Regions from separate parts of the Sus scrofa genome. Here all the other regions are linked to region 3. The links are chromatin contacts, called in public HiChIP or PLAC-seq and promoter capture Hi-C maps. All regions are on one chromosome and are shown on one strand. Each heading gives the region's core, a stretch centred on a gene start, on an enhancer-like site or on the middle of the called end of the contact. The rest is flanking DNA. Distances are from core to core; before and after follow the strand shown. Region 1 holds the start of GLMP (glycosylated lysosomal membrane protein). Region 2 holds the start of HCN3 (potassium/sodium hyperpolarization-activated cyclic nucleotide-gated channel 3). Region 3 holds the start of ARHGEF2 (Rho/Rac guanine nucleotide exchange factor 2).

Region 1 (4,472 bases), core at 53-2,552, 290 kb before region 3:
TATTTTTAGTCAAATAATTTTAGGATTAGGCTAAAAAAAAAAACCCAAATCAAAAAGTGCATTCAGTGGAGTTCCCGTCGTGGCGCAGTGGTTAACGAATCCGACTAGGAACCATGAGGTTGTGGGTTCGATCCCTGCCCTTGCTCAGTGGGTTAACGATCCGGCGTTGCTGTGAGCTGTGGTGTAGGTTGCAGACGTGGCTCGGATCCCGCGTTGGTGTGGCTCTGGCGTAGGCCAGTGGCTACAGCTCCGATTCAACCCCTAGCCTGGGAACCTCCATATGCCGCGGGAGCGGCCCAAGAAGTAGCAACAATAACAACAACAACAACAACAAAAAGGCAAAAGACAAAAAAAAAAAAAAAAAGTGCATTCAGGAGTTCCCATCGTGGCGCAGTGGTTAACGAATCTGACTAGGAACCATGAGGTTGCGGGTTCGATCCCTGCCCCTGCTCAGTGGGTTAACAATCCGACTGTGAGCTGTGGTGTAGGTTGCAGACTCAGCTTGGATCCTGCGCTGCTGTGGCTCTGGCATAGGCCGGCAGCTACAGCTCTGATTTGACCCCTAGCCTGGGAACCTCCCATATGCCGCTGGAGTGGCCCAAGAAATGGCAAAAAGACAAAAAAAAAAAAAAGCATTTGTTTAGCCAGACATCAACTCCCTTTGAAAAATACTGCTTTCATTTTCTATTTTCTGAAGTTTCTTTTCTCAACCATAAAATTGTGAGCTCTTCCAGACAAGAATGTGCATACCTGGAAACTCAGTAAATAGTAATAATTGACAAAAAGTTCCCTCTGAGGTGTGCTATCCCCTGCCCCCACCGCCCCACATTCCTTCAAATTTCCTCTGTGCCTTCCCTGCCTCAGAGTCGTTTTGCAGATTCCATTTGAATCTTGAATCCAGACAACATGCCCACTTACAGCTTAGTTTAGTGGGACAGTTGGGTAGGAGAGGTTGGGAATATTTGGGAATATGTCTGCCAATCTAGGCCAGGATGACTTGCTTGCCAGCTCAGTTGGGGATGATGAACAATGCTTAACTTTTTTTTTTTTTTCCCTTTTTTGCCACACGGTCAGTGTGCGGAAATTCCTGGGCCAGGGATCGAACCTACGCCGCACAGCAGCAACCAGAGCCACAGCAGTGAGAACATAGGATTCTCAACGCGCTAGGCCATCAGAGAACTCTCCGCTTAACCTTTCTGATTCTATTCTCACGCAAGCCTAAATCTGAGTTAAGGGAGGCGGTCTCTTTAAGAACTGCTGTGATGGCCCCGCCCTTTAAAGAGATCAGCTGAATCTCTGAGTCATATGACCCAGCGTCTCTTCCGCCCTCTGAAGTTAGAACTGCATGGGTAGCTGTGAGGAGCCCTGCCGGGGTTGGGGGCACTATGTCCCCAGCCCCGTGCTCCTCCTGAGTCTACTTCTGACAGCAGCTCCTTTTGGCCTGCTGGGGGAGGAAACCCGCCAGGTGAGGGACTAGAGCAATCCTGTTTCAGGATGTGCTGCCTTGAAGGGTGGTTGGAATCTAGGATAACCGAGAGGTGGGGGTGGAGGGTGCTTGCATTGAGAAGAGTTTCTTCAACCCTGGGGGTGGGGACAGCCATGGATCATGGGACAGAATTGAGAAGTAGGATGTATGAGGGCTTCCTGTCTTCCCGGGAAATCTGAACTCTGACTTAGCCCTGAGTAAGCCAGATCCAGGCAAGTATTGGATTTTTTTTTTTTTTTTCTTCTCTCAGCCCTGTGTCCTTATCTCTCCACTAGAGTCAAGGCCGTTTTCTCTACCCACCTCTCCTTACAGCAGGAATCTCTTAGCTCCCACAAGCATTGCTCTTGCCTAGGCCCCAAGGTCCCACCGTTTCCCCATCATTTCCCAAGCCCCCTTCCCTGTCCCCAAACATCTGCCCTGTGTCTCTCCCTGATCCTGTTCCCTTGACCCTCCCACTACTCCATGTTCTAGGTGTCTCTGGAGGTCATCTCTGACGGGCTGGACCCTCCCCAGAACCTGCTTCATATCCATGCAGTGGGTACCAACTCCACACTGCACTATGTGTGGAGCAGCCTAGGGCCCCCAGCAGTGCTACTAGTGGCCACCAATACCCCCCACAGCACCCTGCGTGTGAACTGGAGCCTCCTGATCTCCTCTGACCCTGAAGGGAGCTTGATGGTGCTCCCCAAAGACAGCATCCAATTTTCTTCTGCCGTTGTCTTTACCAGGGTGAGGAGGTTGGGGGAAACCGAAGGGAATCAGTACAGAGGAGAGACTTCATTTGAGTTAGAGAAACTGAAGACTGGGGGTAGATGAAATAGAGGTATGAGAGCCGGGGGTGGGGGGCAGTGACTTGGGGGGTGGTGACTCAGGAGAAACCTGGACTCTGGCAAGCCCAGTCCCTCCTCACCCCCACCCGCCAGCTGTTTGAATTTGACAGCACCAACACATCCGATGCAGTGACAAAGCCTCCAAGAAAATCGTATCCTCCGTATTCCTTGGCTGAGTTCTCTTGGAACAACATCACTGATTCATTGGATCCTGCCACCCTGAGTGCCACATTTCGAGGCCACCCCATTCACGACCCTACCGGGGCTTTTGCCAATGGCAGCTTGGCCCTCAGGGTAAGGGTATGGGGAATCAGAACTCAAAAGGCTGGTTGATAAGGGTGGGAGTTGATGAGGGTCGCCTTCAAACACAGGTATCTGCCTGCTTCCCACGCCTCCCATGCCTCTTCCATCCTAGGTGCAGGCATTCTCCAAATCTGGCCGACCAGCACAACCCCCTCGCCTCCTGCACACAGCGGACACCTGCCAGCTAGAGGTGGCTCTGGTTGGGGCCACTCCCCGGGGAAACCGCTCCCTGTTTGGGCTGGAGGTAGCCACCTTGAGCCAGGGCCCTGACTGCCCCTCAGTGCAGGAGCAGCGCTCCATCGATGATGAATATGCACCCGCTGTCTTCCAGGTCAGGCTTCCTGCAGAGAGGTGGATGGGTGGGAGGCAAAGAGGGATCCAGTTAGGACCTCAGAGAATCATTCAACCATTTGCACTTAGCAACACTATTCAGTTCCTTGAAGTACTGGGCACTGTGGTAATGAATTTAGTCCAGTCTCTGCCCTCAGCAGAGAGGCCAGTCAGAAGGTGGTACAGTGTGACTAGTGCTCTGAAAGGTGGGATCTGCAAGGGCCTCGGGTCCCAGAGGAGAGAGCTTGTTGAGGGTTGAGGCTGGAAGAGGACTCAGTGCCATCCAGTCCAGCTCCCTTTTCTACAGGGGAGAGATTGGTGCAAACAGCCTGGGAATCCTAGAACCAGACCTAGGACTCAGGACAACTTGATGACATGGAGGCTGGGAAGGGGTAGCGGAACAGAAGGGTCAGACACCAACCTCACCCTGCCTATTTGCCTTTCTCCCCAGTTGGACCAGCTGCTGTGGGGCTCCCTCCCATCAGGCTTCGTGCAGTGGCGACCAGTGGCTTTCTCCCAGAAGCAGGGGAGCCGGGATTCAGCCATGCCCTGCCAAGCTTCCCCTCTTTACCCCACCTTGGCATACCTTCTCCCCCAGTCACCTATTGTTCGAGCCTTCTTTGGGTCCCAGAACAACTTCTGTGCCTTCAATCTAACATTTGGAGCTTCCACAGGCCCTGGCTACTGGGACCAACACTACCTCAGCTGGTGAGAGTCTGGGCCTGGGCCAAGGGTTTGGGAGGCTGAAGTGGAGGAGAGCTGGGCCTCCAGCCTTCCCTCCTAAGCCTGCTTACCTCTCCTTCTCACTCTGCTTGCTCTAGGTCCATGCTCCTGGGTGTGGGCTCCCCTCCGGTGGATGCCTTGTCCCCGCTAGTCCTGGGCATCATGGCAGTGGCCCTGGGTGCACCAGGGCTCATGCTGCTGGCAGGAGGCCTGTTTGTAATGCTGGGCCACAAGCGGCACTCAGAATACCAGTCCATAAATTGAGGCCTGCTCTCTAGAGGGAAGGACATTACTGGACCTGCCTTGTAGTCTGCAAGTTTGAGGTCTGTATTCCCAGCCAGCTGCTCCCTTTTCAGCTGCTCTTGCTTTCCTGCAGAACCTCAGAGACCAGCCTCAACTTCCTATGGACCCAGGTGGGGCATCCTTCAAACTCTGAGGAGGGGCCAGGGACAGAGTGATTGCTAGAGGGAGGGTCCCCTTGGTGTTGCCTCCCCACCCTGCCACCCCCCATTTCCCTGGAATGGGACTCACAGGCCTAGATGAGAGGCCTTCTGACTCTTTGCTGCCCTGGAGAGTATGAAATAGATGAATTTTTTCCACAGGGCTTATCTCTCAGTGTGTGAGTGCTGTTGGGCTGGTTTGGGGCTAGTTCCAGGGAATGAGAGGGCTAGGAGATGGGCGTGGAAGGCAAGTTCTTATTTGTGGCCCCATTTCCTCACCAGGCCTAGTCCTCACCCCTGCCACAGGACCAGGCTCCAGCCAGCCACTCTGCAGCATGTGGAGCTGGGAGGTTTCTGGTG
Region 2 (4,315 bases), core at 1,135-3,634, 510 kb after region 3:
GGGCCCGGACCCAGGGATCGGACCGGAGGCCGTGGTCGTAGACGCCGGGGCAGCAGGAGGCGCCGCCTCCAGTCCAGGGGTCGCCCCGTCGCTGGTCCCAGTCGGCGGCCGCTGCTCCGCCTCCATGACGCCTGTCGGCCTACACGTTTGGCCTCCTATACCCTGCCGCGGCCATTCGGGACCCCCGACCCTTTCCGGAGTCGGAGCGGGAGCAGCCGGGCTGGCTCTGAGCGGAGGCGTAGTCGGCTAGGAACTGCCGGCGCGCCGGCGGAGGGGGTGTGTGCGACAGACTCTGCCGCGGGTGGCAGGGGGGTTGCGCTGCGCCCCCTGGCGAGAGTTGCGGGAAGGCTGGGCAGGGCGGGCGGAGGTGGGGCCACCGAGAGACCTCCCGGGAGGGGGCGGAGCCAATAAAGCCTGTAACCGGAGGGATACCGAGGTGGGTGTGGCTTAGCCAATGTGGGCGGTCCCTCAGGTGCAGGGAGCGTAGGAGAACGCGGCCAGTGCCAAGAGGGCGTGGCCTAGAGCTGCGGTGCCTTTGACCACGGAGTGCCGGGGAGGCGGAGCCGCCTGAGATCCGCGGGAAAACCGGACGCCGGTTGTAGTTCGTATGGCTCCGGAGGGCGAGGAATTGGGAACCAATGGAAGAGGCAGGGATTCTTTGGGGATTCTCCTTCCTAACGCTTACGGACTTCCTGCATTTCACTTTTTTTTTTCTCTCAGCACTCTCCTAGGCATATTCTTAAGGATCTCCTCGTTACTGCTCCCCCGAGTATTTCATTTCTGAATTCATCTGCCACCTTCACCACAAGCAACTCGGCCCATCACTGAGCGACCGCTGAGGATACAAGGATGAATACAAAGCCCTAGCCATAAAGGCACTGCTCGTCTACGCCCGCAAACAGAACAGGTAAATTACAGTAGTATGTGAAGTAAATTCTTCCCTTTATCTCCATTTCTTATTGCCTCCGACTTATTTCAAGCCCTCAGCATTTTTTCACCCAGATTATTTCAGAAGCGTCTAAATAGGTCTCTCAACTCTCAGGCCAATTCTCCTTCCAGAGTTAACTTCCTAAATCTAAATGTAGCTATCTCACTTGCTTAATATCCTTCAAACTTCTTAGTGTTCTATAGGATTACGGTTAAATTCCTTAGAATGACAACACAAGGCCCTGCAAAATTTAGACCTCTCTTTTCAACAACCTCCCTTCTGATAGTCCCTCTCTTGAAAGCCAGGACTCCAATTCTGTTTAAACACTTCATTTTGCTTTGTCTCCAGACTTTTGTAAATACTTTCTCTGCCTAGCACTCTCCTCCAATTCACTTTCCATCCATTGGTTCAGATGTCATCTCCTCTAGGAAACCTAGAAACACATTTATAACTCTCCTTTCCCAAGCTAGGGTTGTAGTCTAGAGCTTTCTTACAGTGGCCAGGGCACCACTGTTCATAACAGCTCTTAGCACAAGGCTGCCATTATTTGTTTACAGGTCTTTCCCATTATACTATGAAGCTCTGAAGAACAGGAGCCTTGAGCCTGGCACAGTGCTGGACAGAGTAGGAACTTAATAAATGCTTTTTGAATGAACGAGGGAAAGTGTACACGGAGAAGGAAGTGAGGTTCACTTTCCTCTCCACCCCTTCATTACCCTTCAGCTTCTATTTCAAGAAACTTTTCCTAAACCATTTCTGGCCAACTGATGAAAAATTCCTTCTGACTATCCTCCACCCTGACTCCTCTCTGTTTCTTTACTTGAATATAGTTATCCTCAGGTTATTTTTCATTTTCCTAATTACTGCTCAATTCCTTCTATAACATCTGTAACTCTACCCAGTTTTTCTCGTCTTCTGCTTTTTTTTTTTAATTCACCAAATTTAGACTTATCATATATTATGTGTAGGTATATAACAAAGTTCTCAAGTGATTTCCCCTTCTTTGGCACCTGAATCTCCACCCCTCCATTTCTCAAACCTTTCCTCCAAAGCCATTACCCCCCTCCCCCATATACAGAACGTGCACCAGCTTTTGTTCAGGACAAAAGATGGGAACCCCTCTTTGCTGTGGTTTGGTAGGCGAACTGTTTCAAAAACAGGCTATGATGGAGACTCACACCTCACCACCAGGCTTCAAAAGGTTTGCGGAGCGATGACATTCCGTAAACCACAACCCCTTCCTTTCAACCTCCAAACCTAACAAAGCAAGCCACATAAGTCCCACGAAAAGGGTCAAAGATTGAGGAAGGATACGGAAGAACACCAGGCGAGGCAGCGCGAGCCCAATAAACCGCTTCCACTCTCTCCCCGCCCCCATGAGCTTCCGCCCCCAGCACCTCCTCGGCTCTCACCGGACAGCAGAGAGCTACGCTAAGACGCGAAGGCGTGCGCGGTCCTGGGGGGCGGAGCCTAGGGGTAGCTGGGAATCGACGCAGGACGTGCGTGCGTGCGTACGTGCTCGCTCGCGGTGGCGGCGGCGGCGGATCGGGGAGGCCAGAGCCGGAGACCGAGCTGGGATCGGGCCCCGGGCGGGGGCGGTGCGAGCGGCGCCAAGCGGATCCTGGGGGCGGGCACGGAGCCGGGGCGGGCGGGACTGGAACGGAGCCCGGGAACGAGGCGGGAGGTCCAGGGTCTCGGGTTGGGGGGGTGGAGCCGCACTTCGTCGCCGCGGGGGTGCCGGGACTCCGGCCGCAGTGCCGCCGCCATCACGGACTTCCTGTGGGACAAGCGCACGGGCCTCGCCGCCAGAACGGTGAGCGCGCGGGCTGGCGGGCCGCGGGGCCGCGCGGAAAGATGGCGACCGCGGGGCGGACGGGGAGAAGATTGGATTGGGGGCAAGGGACCGGGGCGAGCTTGGGGGGTGGGGTGGGGCTGAGACGTGCGAAGTGGCAGAGGTGAGGAGTAGGAAGATGAGGTGGAATGTCGCCCTGTCTTAGATGCATTGGTAAAGACCAATAGGAAAGTTAGGAGGGACCAAAGTAGGAGAAGGGGTGATGGAGTAAAGATAGGAGTGGTTGCAAAGATGAGAAAGAATAGAAATCTCAAAAGTTGGGCCAAAGCTGGAGAGGTTGGAAGACACCACCATGTCACTTGGAGGCTGTGGAAAGAGTTTGACTCTAGGAGTTAGTTCTGGATTTTCTAAGTGAGAAAGAGAGGAAAAGATTAGAAGTGGAGAAAGATTGTAAGCTGGAGATAGTTGGGGGGGAGGGTTGGAAGGAGGAAAGCCTGTGAGGGACTTTGGTGGCACTGTGTATGTAGTGAGATGACATGTGCGTGGCTGTGTTAAGCAAGGTTGGGTTATCGGGGAGAATCTTGTACTTGCGTCTTCTTGGCTTCCTGCAAGCCCTTTTACGCCTGGAATGAATCAAATGCCACCCTTCTCTTCAATTTGAGAAGTAGCTCAGAATGGAAGCCAGATGTTGGAATCATTAAGCCTTTTCCACACCTAATCCTACCACTGCCACCCCCAACAAGGTGCACCTCTGTCCCTGGCCCATGTACTTTCATTCTGCCCTGTAAGTCTCATCTTATTGGTTCCTGACAGTAATTTTCTTTCCTTGAAGGAAAAAAGAATTAGTGCACCCTGCCATTCCAATTCCAGTAACTGGAAGGTGGCCGGCTTTTAGCCAGGCAGTACTGATAATAATTAAAAAGCAGTTATTCGGTACTTCCTAACCCAAAAGGGAAGGGGCTGGGTGGAAAGCTGACTGCAGCTTGGGGCCTCCTGGATTAAAACCATTTAAGGACGATTTGGCCATTGATGTGAGAAATGTTCAAGGGGCCAGACCCAGATCCCTGGAACTTGCTTGTGTTTGGTATATATACTATAAGTGGAAAGCTGGAAAACTGGATTCTTACCCTCAGGATATAGATGGCCTAGTTGGGGAGATAAGATACACTAATGATTGTAAAACACCATAATAGCATATAGTGAAGCATTATTCATTATAGTAAAGCACAATAGCGAATGCAGCGTCGCACACATCCATCCAAAATCTCAGCCAAAGATGAGCTGTGGCCATCTTCGTCAATTACGTAGTCTCACCTGTAATGAGCTGTGGCCTGAATGTTGTCATGAAGCCATATTTGAGGAAAATCAGACTAGAGCAATGAACTCAGTGGAGTGAAGCTTCCTAAAGCTGTCAGCCAGAGTTATTAGGTGAATATATACTCCATTAAGCACAGAGGAAGCTGTGGGTGGTAAATACAGGTAAAAATTGAAGAACAGAAAGCAGCTTAGAAGAATTCCTGCTGTGGCACAGCGGGTTAGGCATCTGACTGTAGCAGCTCAGGTAGCTGCGGAGGTACAGGTTAGATCCCTGGCCT
Region 3 (4,368 bases), core at 627-3,126:
GGGGAGATGGATGAAACTTGACTTTTGCATGAAGATTCTTAACTTGATTCTAGGGTCAGGGTTCCTGTCATCCATCCGCTGGCCCTTTGGACCACTCAGCCACTGGCATGGTTTCCAAATCTGTATCCATGAGTGGCATCAATTGTTTTGTGGGATGCTCAGATCCAGCTGGTGAGTAAAAGTGGGGAGCAAAGCATTAGTGTTCCTTTCCTCTGTTTCACCCCACTCCTCAGGGCCAGCTGTTTAGGGTCTGGATGGCCGGCATTATGTTTAACCACACGCCCTTGGAAACACCATTGTGCCTCTATTCAAAAGAGAGATCTGAATTCAGGACTTTGGTATTCTGAGGCTCTCCTTTTAATGAAGGCCATAGGAGAGGGAGAGGCTTTCTAGCATCTCCTGTCACTAGAGATGGAGGACAGTTACCTGCAATGTACCTTGACAGTAAGATGAGGCTTTGGGAACTCCAAGGCAATCCTCTGCCCTCCACCTTCACCAGAAACAGAACTGAGACATTGGTCTTCCTGCCCTGTCTCCACACAATCCCAGTGCTCTGTTACTGTGGCTCCGAAGTTCTTCAGCTCTGCTCTGCTGAGACACCGCCCTCCTTCCCTACTCCCCAGTGCCCGCCCTCAGGAATGGCGTCACAGGCACCTGCAGCTTGGGAACCTGATCCAGGTGGAGGGGGTGGGGGAGGCAGCTCTGGGCGCCTTTGTCTGGCTTTAGCTGGACACTTCATGGTCTCCTTTTGTGTTGGCAGGAAATTTGTCCCAGTCCTCTGCTGCTGAGCTCAGCCAAAGGTGAGTTTGGGGGACTCGGAGCCCTTCAGAGGCCTAGATGGGGGAGGGGCAGTGGGACTGGGCAATGGGTTCTATAGCTCCAAGGGTCTCTGCTTCCTGAAACATTGTTCCCCTTAATGTTTCTAATCAAAAACCTCCAAATAGCCTTCTCTCTGGGCTGCCTAACATTCCGCTTCTCATTGGCCAGGGAAAACTAAGGAGGTTCCTGGCAGCTCCATGGGATGAGGAAGACATTAGGGAAAGAAAAGGAATATCTGGATCCCAGGGTGTCTGGTAAATAAATGAGCGGGAGGTTGTTTGCTGTTCTCAGTGTCAGAAAGGTGAGCAGGCAGATTGGCTGCTGTGCAATCAGGGAGAGACAGTGATCAAGGATCCTGGATCAGCTTTGGATGGCTGAGGTAATAGACCAATGGGGAGTGGCCCTCAGAAGAGCTGGGCAAGGGCTATAGCGCTCCGAGAGGAGAGGGCAGGGGCTGATGCACATAGCTCAGGACTCGAGGTGGGAGCTGGGAGATTTCAACATCTATGTAAATAAGTACGCAAAATCAGCACCTGTTTATTTGGCTCCTTCGGCCGAAGCCTGATTAGAGTGGGTCAGCCTTCTAAGACAGTGTGGGTGTGTGAGCTAGTAATGGCCCCTTTAAGATATCAAGTTTTGATTTGTGGTCTTGAAAATCTCTAGCTGACACATCCTCCTGGCTCTGGGTTTGGGATTAGCTCATGGGATGGGGCTGATGAAATCCCAGGAAATTCAGTCCTTATTGGCGTTAGGCCCAGAGGCCCTTTCCAAATAGCAGAGGGTCGTACACAGAGCTCTTGTTTTGTGCAGGGAAAAAGTCCTCCCTGGAGATTCCCTCCCCTCACCCCATATCATTTCCGTTGGGGAGCAGCATGAAAGAGGAGATTGGGCCTGGATTAGGTAGGAAGGGGGGTGGTGTCTGTATTTATCTGGGAGGAGACAGAGTTTTCCTCATAAATAGAGGGGCCTGGGAAACTGCAGTGACTGCATCCAGGAAATCCCAGGAGGTGAGGGGGTGGGGACATCTTCCTCTCCAGTCCTTCCTCGCTCTTCCTCACCCTTCTCTCAGTCTCTGCCCTGTATCTTCCTTCTCTCCTGGCCATGGTACCTTCATCCACCATCTCTCTGGGAGTATCTTGTTCTTTCCCAGCTCTCTTTCTCTCTCCTCACCTCTTCTTTTTCTCTCTGCAGCTGTAGCCAGCTGGAAGGGGGCTCAGGTACCTGGGCAGGCTCCTCCCTGCGACGGACCCTCAGCTTCATCTTGGGCATGACCGGAAAGGCCAAGGTAGGAGTGCAGGGCGGTGGGGGGGGAGTACCCAGGGAGGGAGAAGAAGGCTCGGGACCCACTGCCCTCCCTGATTCTTCCTCTCCACCTACCATCTGCTCTCTTCCCCAGCTTCTCCTGGTGGCAAAGACTCAGGGCAATGGTTCAAGTTTGAAGGGAAATGTTATGTGTCCCTCTCTCCCTCCCTGTATCCCAGTAAACTACCTTTGCTCTGCTTTCCCCATGCCTCCAGCTTCTCAGCCAGCTGTAGACAGCTGGAAGAGGAGAAGGGCCAGGAACCTCGGAAGCTGAGGAGTTGCCCAGCCCTCCCTCTCTTTAGGCCCCACATAGCTAAGAGGTGGGCAGCAGAAATCTTAACCATCGGACAAAATAATGATAATAATCACAGCAATACTTTTTACTTCTTCAGAGGGCATTAGGGTTTGCAAAGTGCTTTTACACTCATAATTTTATGGGTGGATACAGCAGCTGAAGGAGTTGAAATTAGACCATAGGCAGAGTGGAAGCCAGGAAAGTGTATGATTATGGAAGTGCGCACACACACCGTACATGTGCAGTTCTGACCCCAGGACGGTGAAGGCACATTGCTCTCCTCCTTATTCCCAACCCCCAGGCTCTGTGAAATTGGGAGCTCTGCCTGCCACTTGAATGCATTTCCACTTTCTTCATCTACTGGCAGAATGAGCCACCCCCCTTTTCCTCTCTGGCTTCCCCCTGTGTGCATGTACTTTCCCACTTGGGCGGCTTCTGAGCACTGAAAGAAACCCCAGACAAGACAGCATCAGATTTAGCTGGAAGCACCACAGAGTCTCACCCAGTAAGGTTACCTGGGCTCCTCCCAGCCCCACCCACAGTGCCAGGGCTCGTCTTGGCCAGCCTTTTAGCTAGAATTCTCTTTCCTCTGGGTGAGCAGGGAAGGCAGAAATGAAACGCGGTTCTTAGTACCTTCTCACCACAGGCCACAGATGGGGAGTGGAGGCACAAGACCAGGCAGTCTGAGAGCAGGGTAGGTGGGCAGTGAGGCTTCCTCTCTCTGACTGGAGCAGAGCTCTCTAGAGAACAAAGCCAACACGGAGACCTGGGATCTGAGTCCCCCTCCCTGCAGGCACTCTGTTCAGGGTAGGAAAGTTTGAGGGCAGAAATCACCCTCCTTTCCTGCAACGGGAATGGTAGGGGAAGTCAGCGCTGGCAGGGGGCTCTCTAGATCTCGCCTGGTCTGCATTTGCCCTCCCTTGACCTAGGAGTTCAGTGAATAGATGAAGGAGAAAGTGGCCAGAGACTGGTGGAGCTCAAGCAGGCGGCAGAAAAGAGCTCAGAATCAGGACATTGTCTCACTTGCCTTTCCTCACAGCCCTCTGGTCCCATCTTCCTGTTTCCCATCCCATCATCGCCTGGTCCATCTTGCTTCCTCAGGAATATGAGTGCTTGCAGCCCTAAATCTTTTCTTCCCCCTCCTCCCAGCTCAGAATAGGGCCTTAAGCTGATAAACAGCAGGGGTGGGGCCAAAGAGTTCAGTCAAGCAGTGAGAGAAGGAAGTGCCTTATTCGTTCTTATTTGACTAGCATTATAGAGTTGACAGAACCCTTTTCCAGAGGTCCTCTCATTTAATTCTTATAACGCTCTGGCAAAGGATAAGTATTTAATCTCCATTTTGTAGACAAGATAACTTAGAGGCTAACAAGACCCCATAGTTAGTAAGAAGTGGAGCTGTGTAACAAACCTAGGGCTTTGACTGTATATTGTTGCCTCTGCTTCTGTCTAACCCATGGAACAGTTTATCCCTTCTCTTCGCTTCTTCCACTCTTTCTCTCTTTAATTTTAAAAATGTTCAACTTTGGAGTTCCCGTCGTGGCACAGGGGTTAACGAATCCGACTAGGAACCATGAGGTTGCGGGTTCGATCCCTGGCATTGCTCGGTGGGTTAAGGATCTGGCGTTGCCATGAGCTATGGTGTAGGTCTCAGCCTCGGCTCGGATCCTGCGTTGCTGTGGCTCTGGCGTAGGCCGACAGCTGCAGCTCCAACTAAACTCCTAGCCTGGGAATCTCCATATGCTGCAGGAATCAGCCCTAGAAAAGGCAAAAAGACAAAAAAAAAAAAAAAAGTTCAACTTTTACTCGGGGACTCTGTGACCTTGAGCAAATCCTTTCCCTTCCTCTGGCCTTCAATTTCAGTCTATCAAAAGAAACAGCATCAGGTGCATCTATCTGAAGACAATCGGAGAGCTGAAGGGGCCCTCGCTAGCCAGTTTCTCCATTCCTCCGGA

What was found. Promoter capture Hi-C pulls out the DNA fragments that hold promoters and counts their contacts. HiChIP or PLAC-seq counts read pairs in DNA pulled down with a chosen protein or histone mark.
Region 1: a contact with region 3 is called in a promoter capture Hi-C map of fetal skeletal muscle, with 2.9 times the contacts expected there. The contact joins the promoter of GLMP here to the promoter of ARHGEF2 in region 3. A contact is called at or near these places in 1 of 5 promoter capture datasets (fetal skeletal muscle) and 1 of 2 datasets of contacts at active chromatin or transcription factors (alveolar macrophages).
Region 2: a contact with region 3 is called in an H3K27ac HiChIP or PLAC-seq map of alveolar macrophages. The contact joins the promoter of HCN3 here to the promoter of ARHGEF2 in region 3. A contact is called at or near these places in 2 of 5 promoter capture datasets (fetal skeletal muscle and liver) and 2 of 2 datasets of contacts at active chromatin or transcription factors (alveolar macrophages and skeletal muscle).

The regions. Positions count from the first base shown.
Region 1 is chr4:93,757,637-93,762,108 of Sscrofa11.1, forward strand. GLMP (glycosylated lysosomal membrane protein) reads left to right here and starts at 1,303. Exons shown (of 5, transcript XM_005663295.3): 1 at 1,303-1,465; 2 at 2,410-2,610; 3 at 2,732-2,950; 4 at 3,401-3,657; 5 at 3,771-4,472. The coding sequence starts at 1,346. The coding sequence ends at 3,936.
Region 2 is chr4:94,557,721-94,562,035 of Sscrofa11.1, forward strand. HCN3 (potassium/sodium hyperpolarization-activated cyclic nucleotide-gated channel 3) reads right to left here and starts at 2,385. Exons shown (of 9, transcript XM_013997013.2): 1 at 2,341-2,385. It overlaps CLK2 (dual specificity protein kinase CLK2), which reads left to right and starts at 500. Exons shown (of 12, transcript XM_021089727.1): 1 at 500-907.
Region 3 is chr4:94,047,320-94,051,687 of Sscrofa11.1, forward strand. ARHGEF2 (Rho/Rac guanine nucleotide exchange factor 2) reads left to right here and starts at 1,877. Exons shown (of 23, transcript NM_001128463.1): 1 at 1,877-1,923; 2 at 2,011-2,104.